Regions from separate parts of the Sus scrofa genome. Here region 1 is linked to region 2. Evidence: chromatin contacts called from public Hi-C data. All regions are on one chromosome and are shown on one strand. Each heading gives the region's core, a stretch centred on a gene start, on an enhancer-like site or on the middle of the called end of the contact. The rest is flanking DNA. Distances are from core to core; before and after follow the strand shown. Region 1 overlaps LOC102160511 (a long non-coding RNA gene). Region 2 overlaps LOC110256538 (a long non-coding RNA gene).

Region 1 (6,543 bases), core at 1,825-4,324, 41 kb before region 2:
CTGACAGCCCCTACCTGCTGTCACGCGGCCTCCACCCTGTCACACCGGCTACGCCTCTGCAGGGCCATCCCCACGGGGATTCTGGTTGCTGCCTCGGGACCCCAAAATGTCCCTACTTTGATCATCGTGTCCATGCAGTTTTTCAAAAGTCCCTCCCAAACAGGGACCGTGTGAAGGCTGCCTAGACCTTGTCAGCTGTTTGGATCCTTAACCCACTGAGTGATGCCGGGGATCGAACCTGTGTCCTTACAGACATCAATCAGGTTCATTACCACTGAGCCACCACGGGAATTCCCTGAATTTCATCTTGAGGCACATGAACCCTGAGGTCAGCATCACGGGATACGGCCCGAAGCAGATACCTTAGTTTTCTTCTAGCAAAATTCACAGCTTCCTGTTTCCCAGATAAAAGACTGAGGCCAGTCAGATCGGGGACAGAGTTGGTTTTGATGAGCTTTGTATGAATAAATCAGAAACAGGCGGAGGAAATACCCTGCAGCCTGCCCACGCCGCCAGGGCTGAAAACCCAGGGGAAACGCATCAAGGGCAGAAGCCCGGGCCAACCCCAGTTCCAGCACCAAGCTCCCTGGGGACCCCACAGGCCGAACACATTCCTGGGATCCAGCAGCTGGCGGGGCGGGGTCCAGGGCGGGAGAGTGTGCGGCCAATCAGGTGCCTGGGGATGAGTCACCCTCAGAGGCAACACCGGGGAGCTCGAGGCCGGAGCCAAGATCAGCGCGGCCGCAGCCCAGACCCTCTCCTGCAAGTCTGCCCGGGCCTCGCTTTACCTGCCCGTCAAGTGGGAGCACTTGCTGGAATGGCCCCAGTGGGGCCACAGAGGCGGCCAGTCTCAGCAGCGCGGGCGTGCGTGCTCTGCGGGGAACGTTGGGGTCACCTACTTTGCACAGGTCGGGTACTAAGAGTATCCGACTCCCAGCCACTGGCCACAAACCTGTTTTCCCTCCGTCCCGGTGACTCAGAGACTTGGAAACCGGGCAACTTGTAGCTGCGCCTGTTGGCATTGCCCAGAGCGGATGCCCCTCGAACCTCCTGGGTGCCCCCCCAACACCCCCCTCGGGCAGGGCGAGCCCGAAGCCAGCTGGCAAACACATCGGCTCCCCAGGCCTGGCTGAGACGGGCACCCCGCTTTCAGGCTGGGTCACAGGTCCAGCAACTGTGTACAGGCTGGGGTGGGGGTGCTTCCACAGCACCAGGGAAGTGGGCAACGGAGGAGAAGAGAAGGAGGGAGGGTGCCGGGGGACCAGGGAAGGAGCCAGGGCCCAAGGGTGCTGAGCAGGCAGGAAAAGGGCGGGAAGCCCAGAGACAGGTCTGACCCAGAACCACAGCCCCCGCCACTCAGGGTGCCAGGCACACTCCTGACCCACCCACCCCCCCCAAGCCCAACTCCCCAGTTTCCAGTGAGGGCAGCGGGGGTCGGGGAGAGGCCTCAGAGAGGAGAGTTACAGCCCAGGAGCAGGGAGCTGGGCTCCCCCAGAAGGTCCCCCAGGGCTGGCACGGAAGTCCCTGGGATGCATGAGGACTCGTCCCCAGACACTGGGAACAAGGGCCACCAGCACCCAGGGCCCCGCCAGCCCCAGGGGCCTGGGTCGCCCACCTGGAGGGACAGGGCCGGGGGTGAAGGGACGGGGGGGGCTCGACAGTGAGGGGTGGCAGCCTCTCATCCGTGGCAGGTTTGCACTCCCACCTGCCAGGGCTCCAGAACTCTCCTTACTCTGAAGGATTCCCTGAGGCCCCAGGGCCACCGCAGATGCCATCAGGGTGGCATCGGCTGTTCACTCACGTATGTTGACATCAGCAGGTGGCCCCCCACGGCTTCCAGCCTCGGCCTCTGAACCCCCTTTAACCCCCGCAGCCCAAGCCTCCATCCCATTTCACACCCCAGGAAACCGGGGCCTCCGCACACCCAGGCCCTGCAGATGCAAGGGTCCCATGCCCCACCCTCGCTCGGCCTGGAGATGCACCTTCGCCCTCATCGTGGGGCTGAGACTTGGTTCCAGGCACCTCCCTGCTGAGAGGCAAACCCTCAGACTTGGGCCCTCAGCGCCCCTCTCCCTGCTGCTTTAGGCCAGAGCCTCAGGCCTGCGGGCGGCATCCCTCAGAGCACCTGCCTCTCCAGGCTGGGGCATCAGGCCTCCAATAACAAAGTCATCAAAAGTTTCTCTCTCGAACCAGAGCACCCTCCTCTTCCGCCACGTTTCCTTTTCACTCTGGCTGCCCGGAGGCTCAGCACCGCATTCAGGGCGCACCGCACCGCCTCTGCTTGCTTCTCCACCCAGCCCTGCCCTCTGGGGTCGGCTGTGCTGGCCCATCCCCTGTCTGTCTTCTTTGATATGCATGAGTCCCTGGCAAACCTCCTTGGACCTGGGCCCTCAGACCTTGAACTTGCTCTGCTGAAGCTTGCAGCAGTGGCGCTGTCTCCACCAAGGCTGATGTCCAAACAGGCCACGCGTGGGCTCAGCGGGCAGTAGGTCCTAAGGATGCAGGCCTGGGGGAAAGGAGGGGTGAAGGGAGAGGACAGGGAGTGCCCAGCGCCCTTGCCGACGAGGCTTGCTGGATGTCCGTGGGAGGTTGTTGCAAAGGCTAGAAACCGGAGGGGCTGGAGGCCGTGGCAGTGGGCAGAGGAAGGGTCTCCAGGAAGAGGCCAGGACCAAGGTCAGGCTCCAAACGACCAAGAGCCGGGTGGGGAACGGTCCCCAGAGGGCCTGCCCGTCCCCCCACAGGACAGCTCTGCTTTTCTCTCAAACCAGGACCCCCAGAACCCAGGTTTAAGCAGCTGTCCCCTTTGGGCTCCAGTACCCCCTCTGTGGCCATCTGTGGGGCAGGTCCTGGGGACCGAGGGGTCACCTGGCCCCTGCCGGTGGGGAAGCACTGTCTCTGGGGGAGGCAGCCGGCATTGGCCTCCAGAGGGGACGGAAAAGAAACCCCCCCTGTCCCCATAGCTCCAACCCTGTGTCAGGGAGCAGCTGAGCGGGGGGCGCAGTCCCCAGACTCGGGTCCCTCCGCCCGCCTAGCTTACAAGGCAGTCATGATAAAACAGGGCCTGTTCCGTCAGCAGCACAATGGCCCGCGGAGACTGAGGGGGTGGCTTCACGTCACCCCCGTGCTGGTTCCCAGGCACAGTGTTCCCTGGGGACCCAGCCCGGGGGTGCGGGCGGCCCAGGTTCAAGGGCACACGTCCCACAGGAGGCGGAGCCCAGCTGGCCCTTTAAGAAGGCCGGGGGCCGCTGCTGGCACAGCGCACAGCTGGCCCAGCGCAGAGACGGCACGTTCCTGATCCTTCTGGAAGGCTGAGTTGGAAAGGAGACAAAGTGTCCTTGCTCAGCTCAGTAAACAAGCCTGAAGTGTTTTGAAAGCCTCTGCCGATGTAAATGACTGTGAAATAAATGTAAGAATTGCAAAAGGCGGGCCAGCTGCAGGGGGTGGGGGAGCGTGGGCGGGAGGAGGGCATCCAGGCAGCCGCTGCCCGGCTCCGGCTGGGTCTGGGCTCGGGGCCTGGGCTCGGGGCCCGGCCCGCGTGCGCAGATGTGGGGGCTGCACGTCTGCCTCCCAGCAAGGGTCTGTGTAGGTACGCACCTCCCGGGAGCAACACAGAGGGTGGAAGGGCCCGAGGGTGTTTTTGCGTGCGTGGGCGTGCCCCCGTGTCTGTGCGTGTGCCTGGGGCAGGTGTGTCTGCACACACAGAGCGCACGCGTGTGGAACACAGCCGCTCCCCCAGCTGGGAGACACAGGTGAGCCCCACCCCTGGAAGGGAGCCCCGCTCCCCTGGGAGCTAATTAAGACCCGGCATCTGAAGGTGAGACGTGGGCAGGCGCCGCAGCCAAGGTGGGCCTGGCGGGAAGGCCTCCCAGCTCATCCAGGAGGGTTTCACGCCGCAGTGATGATGCCGAGGGCATAGGCGCTCCCGTGGGGCTGGGGAGGCGCTGGGGGAGCCGCGCCCTCAGACGCCAGAGGATCTAGCCCAGCTCACCACTCCACGCTCTGTCCACCCCAGACTCAGTTTCCTCCTCGGGAAAATGGGCAGATGAGCGCCTCTCCCCAGGAAGTCGTGCGGGCGGAAGGAGCACGGTCAGGTCAGGCCCTGTTCTCTGACTGCCTTGAACCTTCAGCCTCACCCCGGGGACGAGGCAGATGGCGTCACCTCCTCCTGGGATCCCCGCCCCCCACGATCCCACCCCCCAGCCCACCATCCCTCCCTCTCCTCACTCAGGAGCCTTGAGACCTGGCAGGCAGCCCGACGCAGGGCCGGCCGCTGGAGAAACACACTGCCCAGGCTGGCTCGCCCTGGAACAGGGCCATCAGGAGGCGCCACAATGCGGGAAAGACACACGGTGGCCGCAGGACCTTGGTGGGGCGTCGGGCAGGCCCGGGGCGTCAGGTGGACAGTGAAGGCTTCTGGAGGAGACTGTGCCTGAGGCCGGAAGGATGGGGGGAGCCAGGGTGAAGGCGAGGCAGCCTGGAGAACCAGCTAGAACAGCAGCCGGTACACAGTAGGTGCTCAATTAATTAAGCACACAGTTGGTGCTCAATTAACGCCTGTCGACTACGTAAATAAACCAAGGAGAGGCAAGAGCAAGCTGACACCAGAGAGGGAATGTCCCTCTAAGGTCACAGTGTCCACTGTTTTCTGGCCCCACGGCTCTGCGCACCCCCCACCGCCGAGAGGCTGGCTGGTGCCCCCAGGCCCGACGCCCAGTTGGGGCTGCCCTCCCACCGGCCACTCCTCTCCAAGTGTTGTGCGCACCTCCTGAGGCTCGGAGCTCACCCCCAGGAGCCACTGTGTCCTCAGCTAGGGAGCCAGAAACGGCCAATTCCCTGAATTCCTGCCCAAACCGCAGGGCGGCCCGGGAGGCAGAGGAGTGCTCCTGCTTGGCCGCTGCAGGAGGCGCCCCGCCAGGAGGCCCATTTGGGAAACCGGGCAGCTGGGAGGGGCTGCGGGGGCGTGGGGGCAGCAGCTGCCAGCCAATGCCTGCACTGCCAGGCCGTCCACCCCTCGGGCTCCCGGCGGCTGATGGCGGGGGGATCCCTGGCAGCGGAGCCTCTGGGTACCTGTGGGCCAAACCACTCAGAAACCACAGGCCAAATGAATCCACTTTCTAAAGTGCCAGGGAGAGTGGGGGACACCTGGGGTTCTGTTCCAGCCGCCCCGCCAGGACAGCTAGGGCAGCAAAGAGTAGGAGGGGGACACACCCTGCGCCGCCCCCAGGGCTGGGTCCCCTGCCTACTGTGGGCATTGGGCCACGCGTTCAGAACACCCTCTCGGATGTCCAGCGCCGGTCCTGGCCCGAGGGGTCTGCCTACGCCCAGTGTGCCCTCCCCCTTTCCGGGAAAGTGGCCAGGGCACCCAGTACTGTCCCAGCCAGAGCAACAAGGGGCGAAACCCAGGGTGAGGACCAGGGACCAATCCTTGAGCCACCGTGGCCCTCCTCCCGCTCCCTCCTGGAGGCCAGGCCGGGTGTCCCCTCAGGGCCCACACAGCCCCGACTGTCTCTGCCCTTAAGGACACAGATGCCAGGCGCACACTGCCTCATGTGCCCGTCCCCATTCCCAGGGGCTGGGCCCCACGACTACGACAGATGAGGCCGTGAAAAGTCACCCAACATGTCCAAGAGCACACGGTCAGTGGATGGACAGAGGGATGGAGCCTTGGGCCCAAGGTCCGCTCCTGCCCGAGGCCGAACGCCTGGGTCTCAAAGGCTCGGTTCTCAGACCCGGCCTGGGAAGGGAAGAAGGCAGAGAGACGGCGGGGGCAGGGTTGGGGGGCGCGGTGGGCAAGACCCCAAAGCAGGCGGAAGGGGCGTGGAAGAGGCGCACCCACAGAGGTAATGGCTGGGGGAGGGTGCAGCGGGCCCTCCGTCCCCTGCCTCCTCCCTCCCGGGAAAGCAGGAGGGGCCCAGCTGGACAGGGTCTTCCCGCAGAGGAAGGCGCAGGGTCCCGGGCAGGGGGCATCTCCGTGGCAGGGACCCCCCAATTCAGCCCATCCCTCAGCCGACAGGGTGGGAGCCCGGTGTCAGTGCGGCTCCGCCAACAACACCCCCGCCTCGGAAGGCCCCTCTGCGCACCTTGGGACCCCCAGCAAAGCTCTTGCCTTATGGGGTCCAGAGCCGGGCCTGGGGGCACTGGGCCTCCACACCAGGCCCTACTTAAGTTAACGCTGCGGCGCCAGATCCCTGAGGAAACGCCTATGAGAAAGGCCCCCGGGGGATGGGCTGCTGCGGGGAGAGGGGGCGATGCAGAGCTGAGTGATGGGGGGCAGAGGAGGGCCCCCTAGGGACACGACATCCCAGCAATGGGGCGGCCAGAAGGCGGTGGGGGGAGAAGCCTCCAGCCCAGCAGCTCCAGGCCTTTCCTTCCGGCTGACACCTGGCATGCCCACCCTCCACCCCCAGGAGTTCAAGGAGGGCATTGCCAGCCTTGCCGCAGGGGGCTCCGCAAGGCGCAACCACATGGGGTCCCAGGGTCACTCATGTTTGAGGACCAGACCTGCTCGGCTCAGGGGTGGTGGGGCCTGCTGCTGACTAAAGG
Region 2 (6,973 bases), core at 1,123-3,622:
AGCCGGAAATAGCAGAGGCTGCTGGAGGCAACAGCAGGGTCACGGAGTCAGGGCAGGATGCTTGGGGGGGGGGTCCAGAAGGAGCCAGGCCAGACCGCCAGCCGCATCCAGGCCTCCCCCGACCTCTACCCCCTCCCCCTCCCCCTCCCCCAGGGGACCCTCTCAGTCACGCCAGCCCCTTGCTGTTCACCAAAAGCCAGGTTAGGGCACGTGACCCAAAGGTGACCCCCCACCCCCACTCTGCCGTCGCCCACCCCGAGCTTCCTCACCGAACCAGATCACCCCTCCCTCGTGGTGCTGGGGAGGCCCGAGCCGGCCCAGAGCTGCCCCCACACCAGCTCAGGGCAAGGAGATGACCGGAGTGGGGCAGCGATGCCCCCACCTCCCTCACCGAGATGCCCAACCCCCCCAGGGTGTCCCCCAGGTGCCCCCCAAGCCTGGGACCTTGAAGTCCATGCCTGGCCCCACTGCTTCTTTCCCAATAAACTCTGCCTGCAGCTCCCAGCCTTGTCTGTCCCTGCCCACCCCCCCGATGAGTTTCCTCAGCCCCTGGAACATTCAGGAACGCAATCCAGGAAGCAGCCGCTCACTGCCAGCCCCCTGCCAGGCCCGAAGCTCCAAGAGGGTGGCCGTGGGCCTTTGGGGATGTCTTCTTGCCGGGGCCAGGGCCGGGGCAGGCAGGACACACAGTAGGACTTCAGGAAGCCCTGGTGCCCGGAATGAGGGCCTCCACAGCCGCTGCTGGGCGGAGTCCCCCATGTCTCCCAGCAGCCTGGCGAGCTGAGCACCGCTTCCGGCTCATCCACAGTGGAGAAGAAAGGCAGGGAGCGGACGGCCTCGGCCCCGGGCCCTGAGGCTCCTCCAGAGTGGGGCCAGGTGTCCAGGCACCGTGGGGTGGCCCCAGCACGATGCCCACCTTGCCGGCCTGCCCAGGGAGGAGGCGCACAGGCAGGAGAAACCAGGCAACCTTCTCACCACCCAGAGCCCGTGCCTCCACCGCCTCCACAGGGCAGCGCTTCTCAAGCCTGGGGTCTGAGGAGCCCCGGGTCCCTGGGGTGCTGTCGGCGCTGCTCCACAGTGACGGGAAGGGCTGGGGAGCAGAACTCTTTCTCTTGGGACTTCGCAGAGCCTTGAGGCTCCACTCTGGCCCTTGGAGGGAACCGTAGGCGGAACTTCCCCAAGTGTCCGGCCATGAGGGGTTTGGCTCTTGGCAGAAGTCTGGTTCCCCGCTAGAGACCGGGCGGCCTGGGCTTTACACCTCCCTGGAGCGGCCTCAAATCCCTCTCCATTCCCTTCTGGCCGGGGTCCTCTCTGAACCTCAGATTCCTCCCCTGTCCCTCGAGAAAGCCACCCCCAGGTCCCCGCGGCAGGAGTCCTGGGTGGAGCACCTGGTTGCAACCTGCCCTCGGAGGCTGGGGCAGCTTTTCGGCCCTACTGGGAGAGGGGCCGAGAGCCCGGGCCGCCCACCCCCTCCCCGGGCAGCCTGTCGGGCAGCGTTTTCTAAACCAGACTCTTCCCCGCCTCGCGTGGAAGGAGGCGTTTCGATGCCCCACGTGGAGGCTCTGTGACTGTTCCATCACCTTGAGTCCCTACCACCCCTGCCAAACTGGACCCATCAGGACCAAGAACCAGGAGGGCTGCACTCCCTCCCCGGACCGGGCTCAGGACCCCGACACGCTGTTCCAGGGCTGCGTGGGCCGGCTGAGGGGCAGGGCGACCGTCCTTTCCACGGTGCTGGAAGCGCTTGCTTTGTCCTCTGGCAGGAGTGTTTTCCGGATTCCAACCGGAAGGATGAGAGCCCACGACCCAGGGGTCACAGCCCGGCAGCCGTTCGGGAGGAGCCCAGATGCCCAGCCAGGGGCCATGGGGGTGGACGCCACGCAGGCAGGCTGGGCTGGGACGGGGGCTGCAGGGCTGACCGTGGCCCTGTGAGGAGCCGGGGGCCGAGCACCCAGCACAGGGGCCCAGACAAGGTGCGAGGCAGTGACTGGTTTAAACAGGCATCTCACACTCCTGCAACCCAGGCCTGGGCGGGCACAGGGACAGGCATTTATGGCCCCATCCCGTCCTCCCTGTCTCTCCAGCCACGGGCAGGACGCCTGGAAGGTGGACGCCCTCCCTCTTCTGTCCACAATCGGCTGCAGGAGCGAGGCTGCCTCTGGAGTCTGTGAGCAGAGCCAGGCAGCCGAGCGGCCCAAGAAACTTCTGGAGTGGAGGTGGGCCGGCTGCTAGGAACCTTAAATATGGCATCTAAGTTTCAGGATGAAAATAAAGAGCCATGAGGGGCGAGCAGCAAGTCTAGCCTGTCAGCAAAGGGACAGAGCGTTGAGTTGATGTATGCAATCCTGGCCACGGAGAGGCAGGACAAGGAAGAGCAAGAACCTAAGAGAGAGACGGAGGAAGCCCTGTGTCTGCATCCCGCCTGGTCCCCCAGCCCTGAGGCTGCCCCCCGCCCAACCGGCCCCAAGGGCCTCGGGATGCTTGCAGGGAGCTGGTCTCGGGATATTTTTATCCCAGAGGAAGGGCAGCCCCGCGCTTGGTCCACGAGGCGCTTCCTGTCCACTGGGGCCATGGGGGCCAGGACCGAACCAAAGCACCCTGGAGGCCGGCCGGCCGGTCACGCAAGAAAGACCTCCGGCCAAACGGCAACCCTGGGAACGTGCGGTCCCCTCCTGCCTCCGCACGTCCGGGGGTCAGCGGTCACCTTATTAATAGCAACCCCTGAGGAGAGGCCTCACCCCTGGAGCGTCAGCGCCCTCCCCGCAGGCTTGGCCGAGCGGCCTGAGGGTGTCCCCCGGAGCAACGGCACAGGGGACATTGCCACCCTGCCCGAAGGCTCCGCAGACACTGCAGAGGAAAAAGCAGGTCTCAGAGAGCACATTTTTCCAGCTGTCCCTTCCCCACCATCAACGTTTCATAGCCAATGAAACAGCACCAAGTCTGTACCTGGGCAGAGCAACAGGCCCCATCCTCGGAAACACCGGAGGAGGCGGGCGGGGTCACCTGGGCCCATTAATGCACAGAGAAAAGTCTGGAAAGTGAGGCACCCTCTCCAGACCCGGTCCACCCTCCCCTGAAAGCAAACCTCTAGACAGAGTCCTCTGGTGCCAGGAAGAATTGTGAGAGATGCTGAAACGGAAGGAAAAAGGAAAAAAGAAAAAGAAAAAAAAAAGACTGCTGATCCTGCCCAGGGCGCTGGTGCCTCGAGGTCATCTCAAAGCTGTCTTACCATGGGAAACGGGCAAAAATGCAAAAAATGTGCCCACGGAAATGGCTGGTTGGTAAGAGGAGGGTTATTTTGCTCCTGTGTGGGTTTTGTGTTTTTCGTTTTTTGTTTTTGTCTTTTTAGGGCTGCACCTGCAGCACAGGGAGGTTCCCAGGCAAGGGGTCGAATCAGAGCTGCAGCTGCTGGCCTGCACCACAGCCCCAGCAACACGGGATCCAACCTTGTCTGTGACCTACACAGCTCACGGCAACACAGGATCCTCAACCCGCTGAGCGAGACCAGGGATCGAACCCGCGTCCTCACAGATACGAGTTGGGTTCGTTTCTGCTGAGCCATGACAGGAACTCCTCCTGTGTGGTTTTAAATGCACATGCATAGAATAGGTGTTCTGTAATGAGAAAAGATGGACTTTTGAAAGAACCAGCACTAGAAAGTGTCCAGGCTACACCTCGATAGAGATTTTCGGCGCCGGGCACCTGTCAGGCACCCCACAGGTCCGATGCTTCCCCACGCAGCCCGCAGCACCTCTGAGTCTCCTGTGCCATCGGGGCCCAGGAGCCTGGGCTCCAGACCCCACTGTGTGTGCTGCTCTGGGGGCACCCCGTTCAGGCATCCTGGAAACGCCCGGAGCCCCGGTTTCTCCACGTGGAAAATGGGACCTTGAAGCCACCCCCACAGAGCCCTCCCTGCGAGCGGTGCCCTGAGCCCCAGCCCCAGCGGGGAGGAACCTGGGCTCATTCCCAAGGCCGCAGAGAGCCAGACTGAGCGAGGAAGGCCGGCTGTGCGTGCGGGGCTGAGCTGAGCTTTAGAGGGGAGGTGCGGGCCCTTCCCCAGCGGCTCCATCAGCAGCTCATCAGCAGCCGGGGGACCCTGAGAGGTGCAAGCCCGCCCCCTGGTGGAGGACAGGGCCCAGTTCCCCACCCACCAAGGGCTGCCTGGCAGCACAGGACGCCCAAGCCTGGGGCGCCCCTCTTCGAGGAGAGCAAAGACAAGCAAGGGGCAGGAACCCACAGCCCGGAGGGCGACCCATAGGCCATGCCAAGGCCAGCGGAACAAGAGCCTGTGGCCAGGGACATCTCAGGTGGCCGATTCCAAAGGCCCCCGTGTGGTGCGATGGCTCTTAGCCGTGGCCTAAGGCTGACCCCCTGAGACCCAGCGGCCACTGTGGAAGTCTCGTGACAGCCCCTGGAGGTTCCAGGGTCACCAAGGCCTTCCGTTCCAAAAGGCAACAAGTCCTCGGGGCTTGTCGCCGTTCCTGGGAATGTCACAGCTTCCGCCTCCCAGCCGAAACTGGAAAGGCCTTGGGGGCCAGCCAGGCAGCAGGCAGAGGCCTGTGCGCTGAAGGTAAGCGGGGCAGGGGCCAGGCTCCCGCACAGCCGCCACCATCCCCACTCATGTACCCCCAGGCCCTGCCAGTGAGCTGTGTCCTCATACAAGCCCTGCATCCGGATTTGGCTCTTGTGGCCCGACACCCCTCGCTCGGCAGGATGGGGCTGGGGTTGGGAAGAGCGTTTCCATGGAGCCCCCACCTCTGGCTCTGCCCTTCCCTGCAGGGGCCAAGAACCCCAAGCGGTAACAGCTGATGGAGCCAGGCCTGCCCCACAGACGGCTTCCTGGGACAGGGAGACGGCCATGCTGGGGGCCCAAACCGGCCTCAGACACCCTCCTGATGCCAGCATCTCTCCCCATCAGGTGCCAACTTCCCCAGAGGAAAAATCAAGCTCTCCAAAGCCACCTGTGCCTGCAGATAAGCGCACTGACTATTATTAAGGAAGATTATTCTGCTCCGAGCAATCGGATCACCGCCCGAAGTCACCCACACGGCGCTTGCTGGGTGCTTCCCGGGGCCAAAGCAGACCGAGGGACTGCTGGACGGGAGTGGGCCTGGGTTTGCGGAACCAACAAAGCTGTGCCCAGGGGGTGCCCCGGTGTGGCCAAGGACAGGGCCCTTCTGCCTCCTCTTCCTCTGCTTCCTTCCCTCCCCTGGGCCCTCCCTTCTCCCTCCCGCAGGGAGGAACCTGCACCCCACCCAGGAGCCAAGACGGATGACGAAAGGACTAAAGGACTTGCCCCCGGCCCCCAGGCCTCATTTTCCACAAACTCCACGGCCCCCCAGCAGGCTTTTCTTTAAAAAGGGGTTGGGGAAAGACTCCTCGGCTTTGTTCAACACTGAAACTGTTTGCTAAACAAGCCCACTCCCTTTTTGCCCACAAGGGGACCCCGGAGGACGCTTTGGCAGGTGCTGCTTCCTGGGCAGAAGGCGGGAGTCCTCTTCCCCATTCCCGGGGTTGCCAAATTCAGCAAACGGAAATCCAGGACAGTCTGGGAGAAATGACGAATGTGTCTCAGAATAAGCACATCCCATAAAATACTTGAGACATTTACTGTACCGGAGCTCTTCATTTATCTGGGGTTCCAATTTGTCTGCTGCCTCCCGGGTCCTTGCGCCTGGTCCTGTCAACCCTGGGGAGACATGGTAGCTGCACCCCCCGCCCCCAAGGCAGCCTGCCCCTCATCCTGCAAATCCTTCCCACACCCGTGTCCTACGGCCAAGCCCCCTGGGAGAGGTAGAGTCAGCCGCTCTCCACCCACAGCAAAGACAGGATGTCCAGACAGCGCGGCCACAAGGCTTCATGAGTGCGGATCCCTAGGCCTGACTACAGACCCCAGATGCAGACTCCACCCAGGAATCTGCATGTTGACACCAGATGGTCTGAAGTCACCCTGAAGCTTGAGAGGCCTCATCCGGGGCTCCTGAGAAGCCAGCTGCCCCTTTGCTTCAAGCCGGTGGGGCCAGGAGTTTGCAGACTCAAGAGACAAGTCCCACCTGGCCTAGCGACGATCAGGAGGTGACATCAGGGCCCCCCACACTATTTGAACGGAGTTCCCCACGCACCCAGAGGGTCCCAGGTGGTCCAAGGCAGGGCGGTTGTGCAGAAGCGCCGGCTGTGGAGCAGAACCATCCAGCATAAGCAGACCCTTGACCCTCACCCCACAGCCCGGCTCTAACCCCTTTGCTGCCCCATCGGAGGTGTGGTGTCCACACAACCACTTTGGCCTGTGTCTTCAGCTATCAAGTAGGTTGTGACGGCCCTTCCACGAGGGGATGCGAGTGTAATGGCAGGGCCTTAGTGCAGGGCCAGCAGGGCCTTGACACACACTGAGCGTGCCAGGCAGGGGGCAAGGGCAGGGCCCGTAGGAGCTGGTCCCTAGGGAGGAGTCCCAGCCGGGAAGGTCTGGGGCTACGGAGACTCGGCCACTGGGACGGCCTACGCAGGTGGACAGGGCAGTGACTGAGACAGGCAGATGCCCTTGGAGCTGCCCGCTGTCCTGAGAGGCTCTAGGGCGACACCTAGGCCTCACGCTTCACCCAGTCCCAGGTGGCTGCCTGCCTGTCTCCTGTTCAGGCCCGTGGCTCTTCTCTGCCACGATGCTCTGCAAAGTGAGCAGAGCTCTTCCATGGGCACCAGGCTAGCCCTTCACCTGTAACTAAAGGGCTGAACTGAAAATTCGCAAAGGAGGTCTGGAGAGCGGACCCCACTGGCCTCCCACAAGCCGTGTCCACCCCTGCCCGCTCAGCGTCCCTTGGCTGGACCCGCCGGCCACCTGTTGGGTCCACTGTCCTTCTGTGCTGTTCACGCACAGAACAAGACCCACATATATGCACACACCCCTTTTCGCGCCCGCGTGGTCTCTCCGAGGGCCGCCCCTGCCCGCAAGCGGCCCCGCGCACAAGAGCATCCCGCT

What was found. Hi-C and Micro-C count contacts between places; a contact is called where the count stands out from the background.
Region 1: a Hi-C map of retroperitoneal adipose tissue shows a contact between it and region 2, with 2.3 times the contacts expected there. The contact joins two enhancer-like sites. A contact is called at or near these places in 1 of 5 promoter capture datasets (liver), 11 of 47 Hi-C or Micro-C datasets (embryonic fibroblasts, heart right ventricle, liver and 4 more) and 1 of 2 datasets of contacts at active chromatin or transcription factors (skeletal muscle).

Annotation. Positions count from the first base shown.
Region 1 is chr1:273,623,687-273,630,229 of Sscrofa11.1, reverse strand. LOC102160511 (a long non-coding RNA gene) reads left to right here. Exons shown (of 3, transcript XR_002338168.1): 1 at 1-3,406; 2 at 4,013-4,091; 3 at 4,229-6,543. Among named protein-coding and RNA genes, the nearest start is that of WDR5, 67 kb to the right of the region's middle. Within about 2 kb of position 3,074, at least 33 of the 83 cell types and tissues checked have an H3K27ac peak or open chromatin away from gene starts, as enhancers often do. A contact at or near this core is called in retroperitoneal adipose tissue, where this site is marked.
Region 2 is chr1:273,581,445-273,588,417 of Sscrofa11.1, reverse strand. It overlaps LOC110256538 (a long non-coding RNA gene), which reads right to left. Exons shown (of 2, transcript XR_002338167.1): 1 at 6,898-6,973; 2 at 5,591-6,172. Among named protein-coding and RNA genes, the nearest start is that of WDR5, 25 kb to the right of the region's middle. Within about 2 kb of position 2,372, at least 6 of the 83 cell types and tissues checked have an H3K27ac peak or open chromatin away from gene starts, as enhancers often do. A contact at or near this core is called in retroperitoneal adipose tissue, where this site is marked.